6 separate regions of the Rattus norvegicus genome follow, and regions 2, 3, 4, 5 and 6 are each linked to region 1. The links are chromatin contacts, called in public Hi-C maps. All regions are on one chromosome and are shown on one strand. The core of a region is the stretch at or near the end of the contact, and the rest is flanking DNA. Distances in the headings are between cores, read along the strand shown.

What was found. A called contact is a pair of places that touch in the nucleus more often than the background predicts.
Region 2: a contact with region 1 is called in a Hi-C map of liver, with 4 times the contacts expected there. The contact joins the enhancer-like site here to the promoter of Bcl6 in region 1. A contact is called at or near these places in 5 of 12 Hi-C or Micro-C datasets (frontal cortex, hepatocytes, kidney and 2 more) and 1 of 1 datasets of contacts at active chromatin or transcription factors (oligodendrocytes).
Region 3: a contact with region 1 is called in a Hi-C map of the A7r5 cell line, with 5 times the contacts expected there. The contact joins the enhancer-like site here to the promoter of Bcl6 in region 1. A contact is called at or near these places in 4 of 12 Hi-C or Micro-C datasets (the A7r5 cell line, Schwann cells, frontal cortex and 1 more) and 1 of 1 datasets of contacts at active chromatin or transcription factors (oligodendrocytes).
Region 4: a contact with region 1 is called in a Hi-C map of liver, with 4 times the contacts expected there. The contact joins the enhancer-like site here to the promoter of Bcl6 in region 1. A contact is called at or near these places in 3 of 12 Hi-C or Micro-C datasets (the A7r5 cell line, liver and mammary epithelial cells).
Region 5: a Hi-C map of liver shows a contact between it and region 1, with 4 times the contacts expected there. The contact joins the promoter of Lpp here to the promoter of Bcl6 in region 1. A contact is called at or near these places in 3 of 12 Hi-C or Micro-C datasets (hepatocytes and liver).
Region 6: a Hi-C map of liver shows a contact between it and region 1, with 6 times the contacts expected there. The contact joins the enhancer-like site here to the promoter of Bcl6 in region 1. A contact is called at or near these places in 9 of 12 Hi-C or Micro-C datasets (the A7r5 cell line, the Rat2 cell line, Schwann cells and 5 more) and 1 of 1 datasets of contacts at active chromatin or transcription factors (oligodendrocytes).

The regions. Positions count from the first base shown.
Region 1 is chr11:90,356,659-90,360,606 of GRCr8, reverse strand. It overlaps Bcl6 (BCL6, transcription repressor), which reads right to left and starts at 1,854. Exons shown (of 10, transcript NM_001107084.1): 1 at 1,714-1,854. LOC120095689 (a long non-coding RNA gene) reads left to right here and starts at 1,955. Exons shown (of 3, transcript XR_005491443.1): 1 at 1,955-2,373.
Region 2 is chr11:89,424,021-89,427,968 of GRCr8, reverse strand. All of the region lies in intron 8 of Lpp (LIM domain containing preferred translocation partner in lipoma), which reads left to right. Among named protein-coding and RNA genes, the nearest start is that of Mir28, 54 kb to the left of the region's middle. Within about 2 kb of position 1,953, at least 2 of the 93 cell types and tissues checked have an H3K27ac peak or open chromatin away from gene starts, as enhancers often do. A contact at or near this core is called in liver, where this site is marked.
Region 3 is chr11:89,571,115-89,575,062 of GRCr8, reverse strand. All of the region lies in intron 5 of Lpp (LIM domain containing preferred translocation partner in lipoma), which reads left to right. Among named protein-coding and RNA genes, the nearest start is that of Mir28, 93 kb to the right of the region's middle. Within about 2 kb of position 1,887, at least 8 of the 93 cell types and tissues checked have an H3K27ac peak or open chromatin away from gene starts, as enhancers often do. A contact at or near this core is called in the A7r5 cell line, where this site is marked.
Region 4 is chr11:89,671,240-89,675,187 of GRCr8, reverse strand. The region is part of intron 3 of Lpp (LIM domain containing preferred translocation partner in lipoma); the gene reads left to right. Among named protein-coding and RNA genes, the nearest start is that of Lpp, 130 kb to the left of the region's middle. Within about 2 kb of position 1,682, at least 2 of the 93 cell types and tissues checked have an H3K27ac peak or open chromatin away from gene starts, as enhancers often do. A contact at or near this core is called in liver, where this site is marked.
Region 5 is chr11:89,803,004-89,806,951 of GRCr8, reverse strand. It overlaps Lpp (LIM domain containing preferred translocation partner in lipoma), which reads left to right and starts at 1,688. Exons shown (of 12, transcript NM_001013864.1): 1 at 1,688-1,723.
Region 6 is chr11:89,837,855-89,841,802 of GRCr8, reverse strand. It overlaps a transcript of Lpp not described here. Among named protein-coding and RNA genes, the nearest start is that of Lpp, 35 kb to the right of the region's middle. Within about 2 kb of position 2,327, at least 29 of the 93 cell types and tissues checked have an H3K27ac peak or open chromatin away from gene starts, as enhancers often do. A contact at or near this core is called in kidney and liver, where this site is marked.

The DNA.
Region 1 (3,948 bases), core at 605-3,104:
GTCATTTCTCACTACCCCTAGCACAAAAACTAAATCCCTGTGGGAGGGAGCACAACACAGAGGTTATTTATTTCACTCTTAAAAAATATTGTTTGGTGCTGTTGTTTTCATGGGGGACTTTTAAAACTCATTTTTGCAACATTAGCTCAATTTCTCGCTAGGGTTCCAATAACACGGTACTATACAGGCAACGCAACCCTCAGTTCTCAAGACATTTAACGTTCACCGTTTCCGGCAGGGGTGGCCTCTAGCTACCGCTGCCCCCCAGGCAGCCGATTTCCTAGGTCCCAACTCCCAACCCACTCCCGCCCCGGGCCGCCGCCGCCGCTTTTCCCCATTCCTACTCCCTCGAGGAGAGCCACAGGTTGCAAATCCAACCAACCTCGCAATCTGTTTTTGCAAAATAACTCACAAAGATCTCCCTTTCGCACCCGCTCCTCCCGTCCAGAGTCCCTCAGCCAGAATCACAAAGTGCCCCCTTCTTTCCTCCCTGATCTTGCAAATCAGGAACGCAGGCTGGGGCTCTGTTTTTCTTCCTTCGCCCAAAAATAAGGACCTTGGGAGTCTGAAGCGTGGCGTCCGCTATACCCAGGGCCATAGCTGCTTTTTATTTATTTATTTTACACAGCTTGCACCAAGGGGGAAAAATGAAATTAAATTTAGGAAAGGGAGGGAACTACCGCTGAGAGCCAATACAGTCACGCAGCACCCAAAATACAAACACCGCGGCCGCCAGAAATCCCGCCACCTCCCCGGAGCTCTGGGCTGGCTGGCCAAGACCCTCCGGGTCCCGCACGCTGAAAGCGCCGCAGGTGCAAAAAACCGCGCACCCCTCTCCCGCCCACCCCCCAAATCCCTGTCCCGCCTTCAAGCCTCCTTCCTCGGGCTGGGCAGACCGAGCGCACCCGGGTTCCCGACTGCCTCGACTCCAACCAAGAAAGAATAATTTTCAAAGTATTCAACGTCCCCGCCCCCCGTGCAAGCGAAGCCTCCCCAAAACACTGTCTCTCCTTGGGAAGATCACGGCTCTCAAAGGAAACTACAGACACGATACTTCATCTGGCTTTATGACCAAAAAGAAAAGGGAAAATAAAACAACCAGCCGAGGAGTTGGCTTGCATTCCCCCTGCTGACTCCCGGCTCGGGTGCAAGGCAGGGACTGTGCGGGGCCGGGGCCGGTGGACGGCCGCCAACGCGGGCACCGGGAGAACTGAGCGGGGAGGGAGGCAGCGGCGGGGAAGGCAGTTTGCAAGCGAGCAGAGAAAGCAAGCCAAGCCGCGCGAAGCCGGCGGGGCCGCCGCGGTCCGCGCTCCCAGGCCGCGCAGCCCAGCGCCCGCCGCCCCGCGCCCCTGCGTCTCCAAACACCGAAACAACACCGGGCAGGGCGGCACAGCCTCTCCGAGGCGGCCGAGGCGCTCCAAGACAGCAAAAAAGAAGAATACGTATGCGTAAAGCTAGATCCTACAGTGGGAGAGACGTGGGGCTGGTCTTCGGCATTTATTTTAACACCTGACAGCTAGAATCAATAAATAGATACATTTATATCAATAGATACACATAGGAAACTTGGAGCCAAAGCATTTGGCAAAAGCGGAAAAAAAAGAATTAAAAGGTAAAATAATGATCATGAGCAGCGGCGGCGGCAGCGGCACCAGCGGCAACAGCGGCGGCGGCGGCAGCGGCAGCGGCGGCGGCAGCAACAGCAATAATCACCTGGTGTCCGGCCTTTCCTAGAAACTTCTTGCATCACCACTTCTAAGAACCCCAGTTCTAAGAATCAACAGAGCTCAATTCTCGGAATTTGAGCTGCGGGCTTTACCATTGCTCCACAGCAGGGGAGGACTCCGTGGCAGCGCCGCGCGCCGTGGCGCCCTCCCGGCCCGTAGAATGCCTCGGGGCCGCGCCGCTCGGCGCCCTACGATGTGGATTGGGGTTCCCGCAGCACTGCCGCTCGGAACACCGGGGGTCCCATGGGGGGCGCGCGCGACTACAAGGCGACCCTCCCTGCCCCCGGCCACCGATGGAACGGCCCGCTCCGCCGCCGTCACGTGGACTCCTCCTCCGTGACGTCGGCGTCTTCGCTGTAGCAAAGCTCGGCCTCTGGAATTCTGAGAACTAATTTGCTATTCGGTGACATAAGAGGGGGAGTGCGCTTCGCTTTCCCGGGGTCTGGGGCTAATTCTTCCTCTCCTACCCATAAACTCGGCTCCTCGAGCTAAATACACAAAAGGGAGCCAGAGATTTGAGCTGTTAGAACCAGTATGTTAGAGGCAGGTTTAGAGAGGCGAGTGAGGGAGAAAACAATAAATACCACAGCTCTTTCCAGCTAGAATATTAGGCACCACGAGAAAAATATTTGCCAAGCAGTTTTCGGTGGGTTCATTTGTTTTCTTTTTATTTGGGACAAAGTATGTTGCGGGGGGGGGGGCTCCTTTTGGGATGGTGGCTTGGGGATGCTCCTTGTTGTATTTTAATGATTTAGGGTTTATTCTTTTTTCCGCTTCTGTCTGGTTTTTTGCCTTTTGCAAGTTTGTGGTGTTATGTAAATCGTAGGAACTGTCATACGTTGGTTTTATTGTCTTTGTATCTCTCTCTCTCTCTCTCTCTCTCTCTCTCTCTCTCTCTGCGTGTGTCTGTCTGTCTGTCTCTGTCTCCTCTCTCTCTCTGTCTCTCTCTGTCTCTGTCTCTGAATCTCTCAGGCATTTAAAAGATGCATTATTTCAGCCTAATACCATTGACAGAAGCTTATGTTTTTGGCCACCTATAACCCCAACCTCCAATATCCCCCCCACCCCACCCCCCAGCCGCCCTTGGTGCAGTTTCCTTTAAGTCTTGGACTTTACTAAAGGGAAGCTTTACTGCACTTGAAAGAGATGTAAAGGGATTTGGTTTGGTTTGGTTTGTTTCTTTCCAGGACAGCAAGTGGTGGGTTTACTCTGTTACTGTCGACTCTGAGGAAATTTCTTGATGCTAGAAATGTGTGTGTGGGAACGCGTGACGTTTGTCTGCTACAACATTCTGTGAAGCCAAATACATGTTTATATTTTGTTATTTTCTTAAGGTCTTGGACATTTTTTTTCTTTTTTTTTTTAAACCCCCCCATGGGTTCGTTTCAAGGTCGTCGGAGAAAGAAAAAAAAATCTTTTCAGTATGTGTTGAAGGGATCAGCCTGAGGGAATTTAAAGGCTTGGTTGCCAGGTTCACAGATACTGCGTGTATTGAGTACAGGCTGTGCTACAACTAGGCGCACTGCACGCAGCCAGGTCTTCTAGGCTCTGGAGCAGAGCTGAGGAGGGGAGGAGGGGGGGATCTTTCTTTCCCTTCTTTCTTCCTTTATTTTAAAAGGCGAGTGCAGGGCAGAATCCTTTCACTGTGGGCCCTGGTTTGTTTGTTCATAGCTGCCAGTTTCCCTATTTAAATGTTGGTTGGGGTTTTTGCCCTCCTACTCATCCTTGGATGAGTGAGACTCTTGTTTCTTTTATGTCTGTCTCTTGCAAGAAGGGTGTGAGCTAAATAATATTCAGATTCCTTAAGAATTAGAATGAACCCAAAGTGTTTGGAGCAAAAGACGCTTTCAAAGGTCAGGCTGTTCTGGGCTTTAGCTGTGAAAGTCCTTCAAGTGGCTCGTTAAATCACAGAGGGGTTCTTAAGTATTCGCAAAACATCTCCACATATTAATTTCTAATGAGTACCTGTGGACCACAACCCTAAATGTGGGCTTAAAAATAGAGATGCAAGCAAAATTCTGGAAGACTGCTGATTTATGGGGTACGGAGGAATGGTCCGTAACAGCTATGCCGTTGTTGGCGAACACCGCTTCATCAAAAGATGATGTCACAGGCTTTAGAACTGGGGGAGTCCGAAGGAGCTGATTGTTTTCTGTGGGGGTTGGAACTTACAAAATCCATTGTCTGTCCCTGAGAAATCTGAATGTTTGAATACGAATTG
Region 2 (3,948 bases), core at 704-3,203, 930 kb after region 1:
ACACACACACACACACACACACACACACACACACACACACACACTCGTTATTTCTCTTCTATTTCCCCTCTTTGCAGGAACATTCACAGTGCCTTGTAAACTCTTTTATCAGCCTCTTTCCTCCTCTGTGTCCTTCCTCCACTTACCTAGAGATGGTCTTATAACATGTATATCGGCATGTATGTGTAGGGCATAAAATGTATATCCACTTGGCTCCACGGCAGTTTTTTATTGGTTGGTCCTCTGTAGAAAACCCTTCTTGGCCTGCCTTTACCCATGGCTGCAGCCTAGTTCCTCTTTCCTCACAGGTCAGTAGGTCCAGGCTGCCAGTGCTCCCACCTCCTGCCTGGTTGTGTGCCTTCCATCTTCCCCCCTTATACTGGATTCCCCACTTAGTTTTCCAAGCCTGAGTCTGCTCTCTTCCTTCTAAATCTTCCCTGATTGGCTCCATGTGTTCTGTCGCAACGGTGTGCCCACAAGTTCTGGGGAAGACAAAGGCCAGGTCCCATTCCTTTTTTACCTTCTTGGTGAGATGCGATGCCTACTCTGACTCTTGTTTGTTTGGATGTTTACATTCTGTCACCTCCTCTGTCTGCATGGTTTTAAGATTAGTTGCCACTTGCCCAAGAACTGTCCTATTAAAATGTTGTCAATTTTACTGGAAATGGAATGAGCAGTCCTCTATGACCCTGTGATTGATTATCCATCCTGTGTTAAAAGTCATGTTTTGAATGCAGTTTCTGGGATGAAAGCAATATAGAACACGTGGAACATTATTCAGGAGCTACATGAAAAGACCAGAGTCAGATAAGAATTAAATTCCCTCCAAAAGTAGGCTTAGAGGTGGGGCACAGGATGCTGATTCCTTAGCTGGGGGGTAGGGGACGCAGGCTTTGAAAACTAACTGGCTATTCCATATACATGTAAAAGGAAGAAAGCCCTTTACCAAGCCATGCATGGAGGTTACTGCTGTCTCTGCTAGGCCACCACATAAGTAGGTCAATAAATATTTCATGCAAATATAACTTCAGTACCTACTCTAAATCATCTAGAACCTTTTGAATAAGCATGAATTAAAGGGAAACTCTAATACATTGTCCAAACATTTTAACACAGCAGATCTCTTCTACAGTATTTTAGAGTTGGGATGTTTCTTAGAAGCCGTCGTAAGGATAGTGATGACAGAGACAGGACAGATGGAGGAGCTCATCATCGTCCTTCATGCTTTCTCTCCTATTGCTTAAAGGATAGTAGGACCACCCAGTCCCTGGGACTCATTGTTAGATCAACACTGGAAAACCTCTCCTCTTCCTTGATCATGTACTAAATTACAAAAGCAAGAGTCTGGCCCATGGTGGCCAAATGGCCACCTTTGTAAGGCTGGTTCTGCCAGCCTATGTCTCCGACTCCCACCGCCTTGCTCCCGGAGATGCTTCATGTTTCACTCCAATATGTCCCGTGGGGAACCTCTGAAACTCCTCAGTTCTTCTTTAATAAACATCTCCTCTCTTCTCTGAGACACCATCCCTCCTAGTTGTACCACCTGCCGCAAGCTAAATTATTCTTTAATGTTTACACCTTGCGAATATTTATAGCCCATCAGCATGGCACCCCTTAGTCACCCTCCAGCCTCGGTGTGTTACAAATATAGCTCTTTTAATCTTTCCACAAAGTCAGACTCCTCAGTCTCTTAATCATCCGTACCATCCTCTCTCTAGTGCCTATAAGAGAACAGTCTGAATATATCCCAGATGGCAAAAAATAACCCCAACATGCGGTAACTAGGGGGAGAAAAACACGGAGAGGATGAAAGGAGCAATCTCCAGGTTAATTAGTGGGGTGGCCGCAAATATGTGCACAGTTTGTTTCAGAAATAAAGCAAGCTGTATTTGTTGTAACTCTCTCCACTTTGAACTCAGTAGAACGCTGGTGGTGCCAAGCTGTGTTGATGGTCCAACTAGTCACTAAAGACCTTCAACTTTGCACTCCCTCTGTGTATCTCTTGCCTCAGATGGACTTCAAATAGCACATAGCGATACAAGAAAATGTTACTAGTTCCTGTTTAGTTTTATGGGTTCACATGGTTTCTGAGCTTCATATAAACTCAATAAGGGAGGACCTTTGACTTGTCTCTCTAGTTATTAGGCACATGGGTATTAGTCATCTTATAAAATTAGCTGTGTTTACTGAATATGATCGCCTAAATATGGGAATGACGTTAGTACAAGAGAGATTGCTCAGAAGTGCTCCACTGGCATCAATAGACTATGGCCATTTCCAGGGTTTCTTGGTTTGGTTTTTTGTTTGTTTGTTTGTTTGTTTGTTTGTTTAAATTTATTTCATAGTTTTCATAATGTTTTGAAAGGCTGTGCAGAAATGTCCACTAAGTGATTTTCTCCACACCTTGGGTCAGCCTTGATTCAGTTTATGTCCTTATCTTATGAAATGTATCTTGGAATGAAAACCTGAAGTCTGAAGGAGTCTTTAGGAAAACCTCCTGATTCACTTGGGGGAGGGTGAGATGGAGGGCCTTGCTCACTGCAGGACGTACCATCTGGAGGACAAGTGCTCCTGGGCTGCATAAGAAACGTAGAAAAGTACCTGGCAAGACATAGTAGTGCATACTTTTAATCACAACACACAAAGGCCAGGCAGGAGCTTAAAGCAAAACCATAGGCAAGTGCTGCTTACTGGTCAGGACAAGAGCTTGAAGCAGAAACATGGAGGAATGCTGCTCACTGGCTGGCACAGTTACTTTTCTTACACAGCCTAGGCCCACCTGCCCAAGGATGACACCGCCCACGATGTGCTGGCTTCTCTAGCATCAATCATTAATCCAGAAAATGCCCCATAGGTATGCCCACAGGCAAATCTAATGGAGACAGTCCTTCAACTGAGATTCCTCTTCTCAGAAGTGCACGTCTAAACTAAGTTTGTGTCGCGATGACAGAAGGTATTCCAGGAAGGTTCCCGAGGAGCCGGAAGCCAGCTTCTGCTTTAAGCTCCTGTATTGAGTCTTTGCCTCGGCTTCCTTTGATGATCCTCTGTAAACTCTAAGGTGAGATGAGCCCTCTCCTCCCGAAATGCCTCTCGGCCACATTGTTAACCACAGCAGCAGAAAGCAGTGCAGAGAGGAAGTGACCAGTCTCCATTTGTGACTCCTAGGAAATTTTCCTTTTCCCAGGATCTCACGAGACCCAGAAAGTGTTCCCTCCGGCCCAGCCATGTCCCTCCTACAGAATTCTAGGCTTTCTTCTGCAGGTGTCTCTGATACTCTTCAGGCTGATCAACTCTACAGGTTCTTCCTGTTTTCTTATACAAAGCGTTTGTCTGCAGCTCAGAAGGTGTGAGTAGCACCGGAGTTCACTAGAATAGACTTTAAGCTTTAATACTTAAAACCTAGCAATTCTGCCACTCTGAAGGTAGCAAGGGACAACCATTTCCTTTCACACACGACATAAGGTTGTGAAGGGACTTTTTCTCTGAATGAAAGAGGGGAAGAGGGAAGTAGAAACCTTCTCATGTTTTATTCAAATGTTAACAAAGAAATCGAGAAGTGTGTTTCCTTAAAATTGACACCATTTTTATCCCAGCCGTTCCGGTGACTGATAGTGGAGATGGCAGGCAGTCACAGCAGGGGGAGCTTTATTCCAGGAGCCCAGTCCCGGTGGGAAGTATTACCTCCAAGTAATACACTAATCGCTTTGAATCCTGCATATTTTCACATACTGTGTGCATACATACAGATATTAATAACTGTTCCCTAGACGTCACTTCAGCACTTGGAGAGCTCAGTGTTGCTAAGCAAGTGCCGGAGACGGAATCAGATGCAGATGGCAGTTCAGCAAGGAGGATTTCAGGGAGAGGAGAAAGGATGGAGGTGCTGAGACTCCATCCCCACGGGTCTCTGAGTTCTGACGTGATCATCTTATGTCAGCCATGCCTGGT
Region 3 (3,948 bases), core at 638-3,137, 790 kb after region 1:
TCAAACCTGAGGCTCTTTCAGTCCTCACCCCCGACTTACGGTTATCACACTCCAGAGTCTGTTTTTCTGTGTGGGTTAAGATGATGTCACTGACTAGCCAGTTTCCTTAACAAGACATTTAGATTATTTTCCTCGGCTCCACCGTCCCTGACATAATCTCCTTTCCTCACTGTTTTATGTCTTGCTTACTTCTCCATGTCTTCACCGTGGGCCGGAGATTTCAGATCACTGTAATGTCACATGGATCGTGGGTATATTTGTTAGCTTTTTGTCACCATGACAAGGTACCTGAAACAAAGGAGAAAGGATTTATCTTGCCACACCACTTGACAGGTTACCTGCCCACAATGCTGTAGGCCTGCACTCGGTCAGAACATCGTGGCAATAGGAAGGCGTGGTGGGGGCAAAGCTTCTCAGAGGAAGGCTGAGTAGAGGGAAGGGTGCCGAGCGAAGGGCAGGCCAGTCTCCCTAACACCCATACAACCTGCTTCTTCCTGCTAGGCCTTGCCTCTTAGTTGTACATCCAAAGAACCAAAAGACCAATCCTTCCATTTCAATAGCATTTTTGTGAACTCATCACCTCTCATAACCGGTAAGCTAAGCTTTCAGCACAAGAACTTTCTGGGGGAACATTTCACTTGGATTATATCTTTCTAAATGAATTCTTTGTAACCAGTTGTTACAGCCAGCTCCATCCTGTTCATGTACCATGTTTTCCACCTGCAGTTTCCTATGTGCCTCCTCTTGCACTTTGTCTTAGCACAGTAGTGCACCACGATGATCAGAGAAGCCGACTCTGAAGACAATAGAAACAAGTTTGATTTTCACTTGTGACCCTATGGTTAAGAGAGGGATAGCCATAGCACATCTCCTTTTAGGCAGAATGCCTCTGTGGATTGTTCCCCTCCTGCCACAAACACACTGGGCTGATGCCATACACGCTCGCCTCTGTGCAAGGAACCCTGCTCATGCCCTCAGCCTTTCATCACTGTCACCATAGATGCCAGTTCCCATAGAACTGTTCAGCAAACTCCTCTTGCTTAGTTCCTTGTTAGGAACTTCCTGTATTCTTCTGTATCTTTGCTCTTACCCTCCCAAAGCACACACGTTCAGTCTCGTGGGAATTTCGTCTCCGGCTTTTAAGGATCATTGTCTCTGCACCCATTGTAAGTTCCAAAGGACCCTTGGCCTATTGACCCTGGCCTCATGTTAGACTCACTAGTGTGGCTGGGTGCCCTGGCCATGCCAGGCATTAGTGAATATCTGAGACCTTTTCAGAAAGTGACTGACTGCCTCACTCACTGCACATGGGTCCCCATAAGCTGACCACAGCTTTCACTCTGCAGAAGAGAACAGAAAATATAAAGCTCTTGTTCCTGTGATGGCCCCTTGAGAAGCTACCTCCTCCTAGAGAGCTGTTTGTGCAATCAAATCAAGTGGCCTTTTATAAGGAGGGACAGCCCCAAGCCAGTTCCCTTCTCTTGGGGAACCCAAAAAGGCATGATTTGTCTTTCCTCTTCAAATCTTGATCTCAGCAAAGCAAATCCTGATCCTTTCCCCCAACCCTCCTAATTGTGTCAACTTGACAGGGGGAATGAGAATTCTAACCCCCTGCTTCAGGTGTTTACAGAAGTAGAGCTTGGGTAGGGGCAGCAAGCACACTTGTCTTAGTAGGACTGTAGACATTTCTAGGTGTGCAAGTGTGAGCATTCATGGAAACCTTCTGTACTTTACTGTCAAGCTTTGGGGGAATATTTTTAACAGTTCTACATGTTGAAAGTCAGTTGATGATTTTTAAAAGGAAGCGTGCCCTTTTTCATTAGCTCCTTTTACCTCATGCTGAGTCATGGATGGGAGAATTTGTAGGCAGCTGAGCTGCAGGAAGAATAATCCTGTCATTTACACTTTCAGGTTGTTATGCTTTCCAGAAAACTCTTTCAGTGGGTTGCAAAAGTGATTAATCTCCCCTTGAAACTGATGAAGAGGCCCTCTGATAACAGGAAATTGAAGGGGTGGGATTTCTTTAAAGAGCCGGCTCCTCTTTCCAGTTTTAGATCAGGAAAAAAGTCTGCATGCCATTTTTGGATTGGAGTGTGTGTGTGTGTGTGTGTGTGTGTGTGTGTGTGTGTGTGTGTGTGTGTGTGTCGAGGTGGGGAGGTGCGCGTGCATGCCTGCCTGCCTGCCTGAATCTGATCATGACCTGAAAGGATTAAAGGAGTTTCTGGTGGAACTGTGCCTTTCCTGGACTGGTTTGGCTAATTGCTCATGTTGTATTTAAGCTGCTGCTTTCTGCATTCCGTTCTCTTGTTTGTTTTTCATTCTGTGTTTAGTCCTTACTTCTTACTTCCAGCTCTCTTGAGCAGACATCCTTTCTAATATGAGAAATGGTAAAGATACTCACACTGCTCCCTTGGTTAAACTCCGAGGGTCCCAAAACCAAACAAAAGACATGAGTCTGGGAAGGGTTGTGGGGTGAGTGGGGCCTGTCAGTAAGGTGTGGGAGTGAGAATAATTGGGATACATTTTATACTTGTATAGAAATGTCATAGAACAATTTGTATTATTTTTCTCAAGATGGGCTATGTTCCTCCTGTTGTGTAAATTGCCCCCTCAGTGAGAAAGTTTGTTCCTGTGGTGTTTCTTAAGCATATAACTTGGATATAAGTTATTAATATAACTGAAATGCAATATACCTTATACCTTCTTCGAGCACTAAAATTTTTCTTCGTATTTTTTTAAAGATTTATTTATTTATTTTGTATATGAGTACACTGTAGCTGTCTTCAGACACACCAGAAGGGGACATCAGATCTCATTACGGATGGTTGTGAGCCACCATGTGGTTGCTGGGATTTGAATTCAGGACCTCTGGAAGAGCAGTCAGTGCTCTTAACCGCACCCCTCATTCTGAGGGTCCTGCCATCCCCTTGAGGACTGAGTGCATTCACTATGAATAGGTGAGGGGGAATTTTCTCTCAACTCTACCAGCAGTGCTCACCCCACTAAAGAGAAGAGATGGAAATGTCCTTCAGCAGAGTGGATCTGCTTTAGGAATCCAGGGCTCCTTTTAGACGCAACATTAACTATCCATACCACTTTTACCCTGAAGCTTCATATCTAGGTTTTGAATTCTGAAGTCAAAAGTGTCAAAACCATTTAAGGATTGAAACTTGCTAATTCTCAGTGCATGTCCACATGGATAGTTTGGGGAAAGAAAAGGAGAGAAAACTCAAATGCCCATGTTTCATACACGAATTGCCAAGACCGTTGTATTAAATGTTTTCTGAGTGTATATATTACATTGGTATGTATGCATCTGAATCTTCATCTAGATGCTTGCACTGCTGGCACTGTTGGACATTCTCCTTGTCCATATTGTGGGGGACGTGAGGCCTATCTGTGGCAGCATCTTCAATAAACGATCAGTGTTTGGGAGACGGTCCATTTGGGGCAAGAGGAAATATGACAGCATTTGATATTCTTTTAAGTATATCTGTATACAGGTCTGTTGAAAGTTTTTATAGCCTCAATGGGACAACTTTTATACAAGTAGGCAGTGGGGCCCTCGTTGTCACGGTATTATTTATTATTGCCATGGAGATTAGCTGTCTTAATTTAAATTGCCTACAGTGTTTTTAAGTTGGAGACATTTTGATTTGATATTTTTAAGAGAGAAAGGTTCTATACATATTATGGAAGAGCCTTTTTTCATAGCTAAATGCCAACAGCAAAATTTAAACCAAAAAGTATTCATGAAGCAATGGTAATGAGATAGAATAGTGGTTCAGTAGAGGAGAGGACTCCCTGCAGGGAACAGTACACGTGCGGTAAGTATGATGTGCTACCGTGGAGAGGTCTCATTAACCCAGACGGACGGCTGTGCTTTACCAGCGTTAGAAACCCTTAGGGATCACACAGAACACAACTTGATGTTGAAGTGGTGAATGT
Region 4 (3,948 bases), core at 433-2,932, 690 kb after region 1:
ACATGATCCTTGGGGAATGGAACGAATCATGATCTGTGTGTAGTAGAGAAAAATCCCTGACACGTGTTATGCTAGGTACTAGTCATGCTTCTGAGTTTTAATTTATACTTAATTTTTTTGAATTGCAATGAAGTAGAATTCAAAATGAGTTCATTCGCTCTCTGTGTTCCTCATGATGAGTATCATGCTTCACGTACCTGGGCTCTTTAGAACATTCCAGTGTGGCTGGCACAAGCTTGTATTGCTTAGCATTGGTGGAAAGGATTCCATAGAGCATAGTTTAGGAAATAGGAGGACGTAGCATTCAGGTGTGTCTTACTGCTTTCCCTAAGCTTAGTTCAAATAATATTGGCCTTTATTGGTTATCAATAAAACACTGAGATTCTTTGGTTCCACTGATCTCGGCAGGATAAATGCCTCCCTGACACAGAAAGATCAACACTTAGACCTGTTTTATAACTGAGAGGATTAAGAGTACCATACAGTTCAATACCGAAGATGTCAGAGAAACAAAGGCCACAGGTGTTTGCAAGCTTTGTTAGGATTTCTGTTTCTGGAACTGTGTTCTTCTCATGTTTATACCCCTGCTGGCTTGGGATAAGAAGTTGTTGTGAATCCTATAATGTTAAGACCCTTGACATAAGGAGAATTCCACACTGTAGCCTCATTCTCATCCAACCTGAGGCTTAAAACCAAAAGCCTTTCTATTAAAATGAAGAGACCAAGAATTAAGTGGACTATAAATGAATGACATCATTTTGTTTGTTTGTTTGTTACTACATTGAATCAGAAGCAGAGGTTGGTACTCTCTGGTATTTATTTTTGTAAGAATATTTTTGCCTGAAGTTCTGACAGAAATGCCAGGACAGTGTTTCCCCTTTGCGTGGACAGACAGACGTAAAATCTAGTTGAATTTCACTTCCAGAACACCTCCCATTGCTTCTGTTCATTAGCACTCAGGATCTGGTGTTTGGGTCATGACTCAGATCAGCGGGTGAGGTTTACTATGAGAAATTCCACAGGGAATAAGTTGGGTGCAAAAAGCTCATATGTCCTATTTGAGGCTGTGTGAAATAAACTGGAGCCTCCCAATGAGGTGGCCCCAGAGACTGGATTTAATCCTCTGGTGTGACTGCTTTCACAAGAGTCTAAGCACCATAAAATACAACCACAAAAGCCTTCCTTCCAAGGAATGTGTGTGTCGGCTCCTGTCAAGAGTTCTTAGCATGGAACAATGATCCTAAAGCCATAATCTAATAAACAAACAGGTAATCCGATTCAGGTTTGTCTAGGTAATATAATGTCTCTATCAAACTACTTCCTGCACCTTTAGCTCTATTCAGAGGGAAAGAGTTCTGCGTGGGAATGTGTGTGTTTTCGTAGGAGGGGGATATGTGCGTCCCCTGACTGCGTAATTTGTTTGTCACTTCTGGCTCAGTCTCGTTGTTCACGGTGGGAATTTTCCACCTTAGTAATTTGGTATTTTCCTGGTTTTTATTGTAAAGGATGGAAATGTGCACACCTCCATTTCAGGTGTTTTCTTGCACCACCTCCATCTCTTTTGCCATTGGCCAGGGCAGACAGTTCTCGATTGTCTTCATGCCTTTCTACCCACCAAACCTTTAGGCAGCCACCAAACTCAAAGGCAAAACTGTTTCCATACAGGAAGTTCAGGGATTCCTAGAGGAATTTCCAAAGGTCCAGAGTCCTTTTTACGGCCTGTGACAACTGAGTGGCGTGTGGTGCGTTCTGTGCCCTGGGAGTTCACTTTGAAAACAGCTACCGAATGCTTAATTTTCCATGTGGCCATGAGGTTTGGGTATGTGGGGGGAGGGGGTGTCAGTCATTAGCAGCACGAGTTCCTGGTTGCTGTTTGTCTCATCTTGCCTAGAGAATTATGTTTTATGGTGTAATGCTCAGTGAGTGCCTCTTGCAGTTAGGCTAACTGCCCTGCTGTAATGTCGGGCTATTTTCTGACTACTCAGGTTGAAAACAGTCTGTGACTTTGCTGTTAATTGGCCCCCACATTTTGAGTCATAGTCATAAACCAGTGGTGTCGAAAGGGTCTTTAAGAGCTATTAAACAGGTTCCTTGCCCTTACAGGGCTGTAATAAGCATTACAGTAGTCCTCCTCCTCATCCCACCTTGAACATGTGCAGCTGGTTATTGGTAATTTTCACTTTCTCAAGCCAGCTACTTTCTAGTTCTCTTTCACTGTCAAACCTCGGGCCCTTAGTAAACGCAGATACACTGTATTGATCTCCTATTGCCAATGTTTCCCTGAAACTCTTTATAGGTTTTCCCAACAAACTTAATATTTCCAGCTGTGTTCTCTATTTCCTAGTATCAACTCTAACACGTCTGAAAGGGTACATACAGTTATAAAGTGGGGTATTTTTTATTGTTTTTGTTTTTGTTTTTGACATCCCATGTACCTTCTGGGTATAGTTGTATCTCTTGTTGCATTTGTTATCGTCTCCTTAAAAATCACAGAGTCACTCTCCAGTCCTGATTCTGGTGTGGACCGTCCTATCCTAGGTGGCATCAGGATTCTTTGGAGGCCTTTTCTTTTTAAATGGATGTGTAAAGAAAAGCCACCCACAGGTAGAGTCAAGAACTGGCTTAGCTGAAAATCTAATTTTGCTTCCTGAAATGCATTCCTCAGCTCACCACCTAACATGGATTTCTCCCTAAATTTGGTAGCATGATTATGGATCGCAAGGAGAATAGAGGACAAAATAGAATGTTTAAGTAATATCTAAACTTGGAAAGATATCCTGAAATATGAAGGAAGTGTTAGGAAGGTCTTTAACTTCAGATACTCCCTGACATGGCTGGAAGACGCTTCTGGTGCACTGAGGATCTGGTTCCTTCCTGGCTTTCCAGTCCTTCCTGCAGCCTCCTCCTCCATGGCTCACGGCGGCATGCAGAACATGCAGCTGGAGGACGCCAGGCCTGATGGCTGCATCCTGTGGATACATGGTGCAGGGTCTTCCTACTTTAAACAGTTCAGGTTGCTAAGCAGCCTATGGGTGAGGCCAGGATTCACGCTAATTTTCCTTAGAAGCCAGTGAGGGACAACGCTGGGGTGTTTGGAGTAATCAATCCATGATGAGAAAACATACAAGGAGGATTTACTGGCTTTGAAGATGAAGGAAAGGAGCCACATGCCAACAAATGAGGGCCACTCCCCTGAGTCGGGTAAAGAGAGGCAGTAGGCTCTCTGCAGACATTTCGAAAACTAAAGCAGCTCTAGAGATGCCTTGATGTTAGCCCCGTGGTGTACACGATGGGCGTCTGTTTATGGAACGGTTAAGATCAGAAACCTGCGTTCTGTTAAACTAGGAGGCCTATAGAAATAATGGGACCTACCATGTTACATTGTGATTGCTTGTTTACTTGCTTCACCTCTTTGGAAAAGGAAAACTTCAAGCAATGTCTTAAAACAGTTATCTCAACATAATTTCACCTGAGAGGAACATAAGATCCCCTGACAAATACTAGGCAGAACTAGTGTTTATTCAGTGTGAGTGTGCATAATGCCTGATGCAACGTAAGTTATCTCGCGTTGGAAAAACGTTGAACTTTTTGATAAAAAGTATACTCTTACTGAATCTAATTTTTCTTATGTGTAGAGCGAGTTGGTGGACAAGATCAAGGTCAGGAAGTTCTCTGTAAGTCCTAACAGTCACTGTAAATAGGCTTTTAGGGAGGGGAGGTGTTTTCTCTACTTAGTTCTGACATCGGAATGAGAAAGTAGCCACATATAATAAGTAATTGAATGGTTGTGGCTGTGTTCCAATAAAGCTTTATTTGTAAAAGCAGAAAGTGGGCATTTGTCCATTTAGAAATTGTTTGTGAACCGTAGGCTGTTGAACCTCTTGTTCTATTCTAATTTCCTTCTAACCCGTTTATTTGTTAGGTTTCTAATGCTGCGTATTGTCCACT
Region 5 (3,948 bases), core at 439-2,938, 550 kb after region 1:
ATTTCGAAATTCTTCTTAGGTAATTCTGAAAATGTCCTGATTTTGAATTCACACTGAGTTATGCAGTGCTTAACGTGTCTGAAGGAGAAAGACACACAGAGCTTGGGAAGGAGAAGGCCGCAAAGGTCATGAGGTGGGTGTGGCCCCAGCTGGAGTCTCTGCATCTAACCGCCCCCTGTTCTACCCTGGCCTGATCCCCACGGCCACTGTTTATTCGGCCCAGAACACCTTGTTATCCTTCATTTGTGTACCTTAGCTTCTATACCTCGGCTGGAGAATGAAGGCTTAAGGAAACTTGGCCTTGAGAGTGGCCCTGAGGCTCTTTTCCATGGGCTTCAGTCTTTCCATTATGATCAAGCGTGCCCTCCGCAAACTGAACTGTTTTCTGTACATGTTCTTCTCTGTACAATGAACTAGACCTTCCATCTGCAGGGGCACCTCAGACTTTTGTCAGAGTCAGTTAATTCTTTGTGAAAAACTGCAGACCGGACGGAGAGTGAGTTTACTCGTTGAGGAAACCATGGCCTCTCCCCTAGCACAGGGCCCTCTCCTGTCTCTTCGTGCACACCATGTGGAGGAATCATTGTCATTTGTAGTCCCATCTTTCTTATTTGGAAACTGTAGAATTTCTCTTTCTATCTTAGTGGGGAGCACAGTTTGAGTAAATTCTAACGGCAGAATCTGCTTGTCTGGGAAAGGGGCAGGGAGGCGTCACAGACGGGCTTGGTGGCTCACACTGAGCGAGCAGCCAGACTGCAGTCCTCTGACTGTGCTGAGGAGCTGGCTGGCTCGTCCTGGGTGGTACATTAGTCTTTAAGGGCTATGGAGTCTCTGTCACTGACGTCTTTACTAGATCATAGACTCTGTGCCTGTGCCACACATCCTCCCAGGGGTCATAGGAATCTCCTGAGTTCTTGACCAGAGCAAGAGTCAGAACTCCTGAATGGCTTCAGGAGGGATGATGTGTGAGGGGCCCAGGATGGTGATAATGTGCAGGTTTCTGAGGTAAAGCAGGATGTTAGAACTTTGAGGTGAAAAGGAAACGAAACAGTTTTCATGTCCTTTTAGAAAACAAAACAAAACAAAACAAAACAAAACAAAACAAAACAAAGAACCAAACAAAAACCAAACTCCATTTCTGAGCAAAGTAAAGGGACCTTGTGCTGCACTAGGGAACCAGGAAACAGTCAGGCCTGTCTCTGTCACATTGTGCTCGTGGACACTCCTCCACCATCGGTGGCAATCAGTGGCCTCTCCTCTCTGAGCTGGGTGGGTCGGGTGACTCAGTCCACATGGGCAATCTCTGCAAGCCTGTCTTCCTCTTGGTTGTTTTAAACAAGAACTTTTATTTTCCACCAAGTGAGACGAACCCATTTTTGCAATGGTGTTGCCTAGGCTCCTTTCGGAAAATTGACACACTAGTACACTGAGATACTGAGGTGTCATCCACATGTGTTTGTTTTAAAAGATAAAAGCTACATGTTATGTAGCTCTGTGTGTGTGTGTGTGTGTGTGTGTGTGTGTGTGTGTTTGTGTGTGTGGTTTTGTTGCTTCCTGTATATGATGTTAATATTTTAATTTTCTATGTCATTTGATGTCCTTTGCAATGTGTTTTGATTGCTATGATGTTGCTTTATGTATGGCGTGCATTGTGATGTAACAGAGTTCCGCTTCTATTATCCGTAACAGCTCATTGCCAAGAGTGGAAGTTCGCTAAGATCAGGTAGGGACCATATTCTTGTTGGGGAGGACTTTCAAGTATTTTACATCACCTTGCACAGTAGGATGGAGTTTAGCAGTGTTTTGGGTAAAGAATTCAGTGAAGCATAAAGTTCATACATGTAGAACTGATAAAGTAGAGAAAATTCATGATAGGCTGTGGTGTGCTATGTTGTTTTAATTAAGATAACATTACCTAGAGAAGCAGTGACGAATTCTTTAGTCACCTTGTGCATGTGTCAGATTAGATAAGCTCCCTTAGACCTCTGGAAGGCCTTTCCTATTCTCTCGGGGCACTTGGAGGGGAGGGTAGGTGAGGAGGGGGTTGATGTCCATTGCTTTGCCCAAAGCTTGTGATTTTTACCTCTGGGCAAATGTATAGAACTGTAATTACCATCACTTTCAGTGGATGTCACATGATGAAGAGAGTCCTTTGAAGACTTTTTTGTATGTAAAAACTTAAGGGCGAGGTTGGCTGTAAGGTTACTATTGCATCCTGAGATCTCGACCCCATCTCTTGTCTCCCTGCAAGTCTGTGTAGCAGCTTGTCTTTTTCGTTGGCCTGCTTGTCCATACACTTGTCTGTTCTCCCACCACCTGACTTACTGTCCCTGCCTATCTCACTCATTTGTCCATTTCCAGCCTTGTTTATTGTTTCTGTTGATTCACCTATCCATGTCTGTGCAGGCTGGTGCCAGCCATTGATTTCTGGGGCAGTGGGTGATGTTGAAAGGGTTATAAACATGTTACATTTCACCCAAAGGATCCCAGGCCCAAGGTCATGAGGACCAGAGAGTGAAAACGACAGTAAGTGGACCATTTTCTTTTGGTTAAAGATCTGAAGGGATGTTCAGAACTGACTGGATCACACATTCTATAAGGTTCTTGGGTGTTCGTAAAAGAATGCACTTTGCATAATACCATTCCAGTTGACATTTTTGCTGGCAAGCAGTTCCAAAGACATGGAATAAACAAAAGTTGTTTAGGTCCAGTTGGGGAAATTTGCAGAGATGCCCAAAGGTCATGTCTCCAAATGCATGGACTTACAAAGTGCGTATTACGGCATTTCAGGAGGTTAGATTCATGGTGATGGATGAAAGGTGGACAAAATGGAAGGGAAGGATGCTGGAAGCTGGAGGGAGGGGATGCTGGAGGCCAGTCCCCCACTGTGGCTGAGGAAGCTCATCTCCTATTTAGTCTCCTCATCAGCCTCGTACTGCATCCAGAATCCCAGTTTTGGGTAATAAAGAAATCTCTGAGAAGTTCTATGGTTTGTCCAAGGTTACATGTCTTCTGTGTAGACCAGAGACTTGCTTGGCTCTCAGGGTGTTAATTTCAGCAGTCAGTAATACAGAAGACTTCAGAATCCTGAGCTGCGCATGCTTGTCAGCTCTCTGCGTCAAACCTTAGAGCAGTTCAGCCTTGTAAAGGAGCCTGCAGATAGCACAGGGTTCAACCCCTTTCTTGGGAGGCGACAGGGTTTTTATATGAACATGATAAAGACAGCTCGTAGAAAATTTCCTCAAGACTCAGTATGCTCTAGAAAGCTGAAAAATAGCTATTGTAATATCTTCTGCCAGGGCAGTTGTTAGATCCACAGATGAGCCTGAAATAGTAATGACTCCTGGAATCCCAGCACGTTCGTTTAGTTCTTAACTTTCCCATAGGTTTGAAAGCTGCTCCCCCTTCCCCCCTTCTTTTTAATCATGCTAAACTGTAACTTTGCTAACAACACTCTATTCTGGGTAGGAATTCATTTTGGCATAATTAAGAATGAAGAAGGAAATGACAAAGACTCTACTATAGAACTCATGTGATTTTATTTCTACATTTAGTTCTCGTTTAATTCTTTACACATTTAACTGACCACTGTGGACCTTCCACTGTGTTATTTGGCAAAGGCATACTAGAACAGAGGTCAGCCAGCAAACTGTCTGCAAGGGATGACTTCACCTTTGTGGTCCGTGCTGTCTGTATTGAGCTCCCACCTCTACTCTCAGGATGTAAAATACTTGAGTTGTCAAGAGGCAGTACATAAGCAATTATGTATTTATATGTTCCAATAAAATTTATTAAAAGAAAACATGAAATGAATTGGCTTCTGCTCGTGGACAGCACTTGCCTTCTAGTCCATGACGATACTATAGTGGCTTAGCATGAGCTGTCAGTCAGCCATTAATCACCTGAGAAGTGTCTTAATTGAGTAATTGCTTCTATCAGGGTGACCTG
Region 6 (3,948 bases), core at 1,078-3,577, 520 kb after region 1:
CAAGTGCCACTGGGAAAAATCCTCAGTTACCTTCCACCAGTTCACCTGGGTCCTGTATTCACCACCTACGAATCCTCTTGTTTCTGTACACACACACACACACACACACACACACACGTATACACACACACTTATGTGGATATATAAGCTATACATTGCTTTTTTCCTGCATGTACTTCTCATCTTTGTTTTTAGCACATATTCTTGTCATGGAATGCAATTTGTAGAACATTCTATATTTTCATGTTAATTTATTTGCTGGATAATCACTGTGATGTTAACATCATGTCTAATCTTGGACATACTGGAAGAACAACATGGGAGACGTACACTGTAACTTCTACTTCATAACTTCGGTGGAAACTGAGGCTTGAAGAGGTTGAGAGGACCTGCTTAAGTCCCCTTGGAGTAGTAGAGTATATTATTTGTTGCTTGTTTAGCTCATTGCTAGACCAATGTCTTCATTGCCCACTGCAGTGTTCCAACACCGAGGGCTAGAGACTGAGCTCGCTCAGCTCTCCCTCTGCCTTTTCAGAAATAGAATGTAACAAGGTTAGCCCTGGACGCTGTTTGCAAGAAGAGATCCTTGAGTGGTGTTCTCATGCATCTGCTGAGAGGCCCAGCCAGTTCTGACCTTGTCATTACAAGAAGCTCACTCTTGAGGGAAGGCCAGGGAAGCAGACATTGCAGGAGTGTTGGCTTTTCCTAGTGTTCTGTGATTCCCATGCTCAGCCGTCAGTGGTTTTGCCTGGCTGGCATTCTCTCCCATGGTTGCATGGTAAAGCCACCCAGGGAGCTTTGTATACATGACCATGGTTAGGTTTCCCTTCACAGATTCCGACTGCAATGGGCTGATCGGGGGCCCTGGGTCTTAGCTTTCTTCTGCCTAGGGAGGAGACCACCTGTTTCTTGTTTTCATTCCTTTTTTTTTTCCCGTGTGGTGGACTTTCTGTTTTGAAACCAGCAACCACTCAATCTTACGACGTTATTTACTGAGAGCTTTTGTGGGTGTGCAAAGCTGTGAAAAGGACATTACGGGAATGGCATGAGTGGGTGTTGAATTTAGTGGGCCCTAAAGAACGGGAGGGACCCACCCGGACTGTATCAGTGAGAGCCTTTGAAGACAGAACAGTGGCCTTTGTCATCTTCCCCTCTTCTCTACTCACCTCCCTACCAGATTCGCAGCCCTGGGAGGATGTAGTTTCTAGTCACAAGAAAGTGTCACTCCCCACAGTTGTACTCTAGAGCATATCATAGCCCGTTTACAGTGACAGGGATATTTGTTTGTAGTGTCTCCGTTTTTCTCCCGGCACCAACTTGAATTTACTAGTGCACACACAAAAAAAAAAAAAAATCTGCTTCAATCGTCCTGCTCCCTGGGGCACATTCTGTGCATACAGTGACAGTCTGCCTTGCTGCTGTGAAAATACCCAAAGTCCGTCGCCTGGCACTGTGTGTTCTTTCCAGAATTAAGGTCATTCTTTACTGCCCCTGGGTGCCAGCCAGCTGAGCTGTACCCTGGCCTTGGATCTGTCCCATCCCGACGTTGTTCCGGTACGTCCTGGTGGTGGAACACTCACTGTCCTGAAGCCACCTGTCATTCCCCCTGCTAGAAATAATCTTCCCTTTGCTCGAGCCACATGCTGCTCCGAGTGGGAACATTTAGGACTCATCACATTGTACCTCGAGCGTCTGCCACTGTCCGCTTCTGGAGGGTGGGGTAGCCTCTGCTTACTTCTGGCACCTTCTGCCGTGCCACGCACATGGGAGTCCTTCCAGCATGTTTTTCATGAGTAACTGTTTTACTTTTAGTTCATCTCAGCAGTTGTACAGAGTTAGCCTCCTGAGCTCTTGGAAGCTCCGGCGAGCGTGTGCAAAAAGGTCTACTGTGAGGAAGCAAAATCCAGTGACCTAGTTACAGTCTGTTCCCTGCACTCGTGCCTCTGAGGCGGTGCTGGCCTCAGCTTGAAGAGAGATGCTGTCTCTTCAAGGTGCTGGCTGTTGGCATATCTTCCCATGGGGCCACCACCTTCTTCTCCTTTAAGTATGATAACAGCGAGTTATCATGTAGAAAATCCAGTAATGGCTGACTAGAAATAAAAAAACAAAACAGAAACAAACAAACCAACCCCCAAACCTCACAGTGTCCCTTCCCGCTGTGGCTGTGAAGCCTGCCCTGGTTTAATCTATGTGACATTGTGGAAGTATCGTGCGCTAGTGCGAGTCAGTCAGAACTGGTAGAGAAGGCCACTGTGTCCTATAGGCCGGCTGTTTTCATGCTCAGCACTGAAACTGAGCTGCAGCACACACTGTCACCATTGCTCTGGTGCCAAAGTGGACTCCATGGTGGCGTAATGATTAAATCCAAAGGGTTTGGGCGTCCTTTTTGTGCCTGGGCTGTGCTTCGGCAGCAGCGATGTGAAGAAAGCCACAGAGCAGTGACATCATAGGCACCGGAGTTTAACATGCCGGTTTCTGTAAGCATGTGGTGCTTAACCTTATGAAGGGCAGGGTGTGGCTGCCAGTGTAGCAGCAAGGCATGCTCTACCCTTCTTTCTGGTTGGAGTCCTAAGAGATTCCCAGGGCTTTTGTTCCTTTGAGGGAAGGTTCTGGAAGACTACAGCTGTCCCCATTTATAGTAATGGATCTTATCTAAGTCAGGCTACCAATGGCGAGGGAGACTTCAAAGAGCATTGCCTGGTGGTGCCTGTGGCTCAGGGGTAGAGCCTCTTTAGACCTTGGGATTAATTCCCAGCACCACAGCAGAAGAAGAAGAAGAAGAAGAAGAAGAAGAAGAAGAAGAAGAAGAAGAAGAAGAAGAAGAAGAAGAAGAAGAAGAAGAAGAAGAAGAAGAAGAAGAAGAAGAAGAAGAAGAAGAAGAAGAAGAAGAAGAAGGAAGAAGGAAGAGGAAGAAGAAGAAGAAGAAGAAGAAGAAGAAGAAGAAGAAGAAGAAGAAGAAGAAGAAGAAGAAGAAGAAGAAGAAGAAGAAGAAAAGAAGAAGAAGAAGAAGAAGAAGAAGAAGACCTGCATCCTGCCTTCCAGTGTGCCACGTGTAGCCTAGAGGTGTCTGGGATGGACAGGAAAACTTGAACATAGATGTCTGACCATACTCAGAGGGCTAATTCGAGCTTTTCCTCTGTATTATTTTGTTTTGTTTTGTTTTTTTCTATTTTTCATTTTATTTTGTTCTCTTCTCTTCTTAGACAGTTTCATCACTTAAATGATTTCCAAGCACTACAGTGACTTTGAAGCAGGGCAGGAAAATACAAAATAGAGAATAAAATTTACCCCAAATGCATTCTGCTTTAACGATCATTGTTACAGTTTTGGGAAGAAGTTTTTCAGCTCCCCATTCCTCCTTTCTTCCCTTTCTCTCCCCCAGCATGTGCAAATGGGCGTGTGTCCCTGTGTTCACATGTATGACTGTGTTTACAGTTTACAGTTTTCGACGACAGTTTTCACTAACGACATATCTTGCACGTGATTTTTCTTTAAAAGCAACAAAAAAGTATGTGTCTGAGTGGTTTGCTCCCATGTATGCCTGCGTGCCACTGTGTGCTTGGTGCCTGCAGGAGCCAGAAGAGGGCTTAGGTCTCCTAAATTGTAGTTATAGATGGTCGTGAGCTGCCAGGTGGGTGCTGGAAATCAAACTCCGGTTCCCTGGAAGAGCGGCCAGTGCCTTTAACTACTGACCCACGTGTCCGTCCTCTAGAGAAGCCTTTAAAGAAACCAGAGCCACAGCTGCCACATGTGTGCACGTAACATTGCACGCTCAAGTGTAGAGAGATTGTGATGTGTAATCATGGTCATAAGGAAGAGAAGTTGCTCTTGCAGGGCCGTGGTAGAGGTGTGGTTGATGAGACGTTGCCAGCCATCCAAGGTCCTTCATGGCAGCGTGGAGAGAGAGGTCCTGAAGTACAGTCAAGCAGGGCATGAGAGAACGAAGAC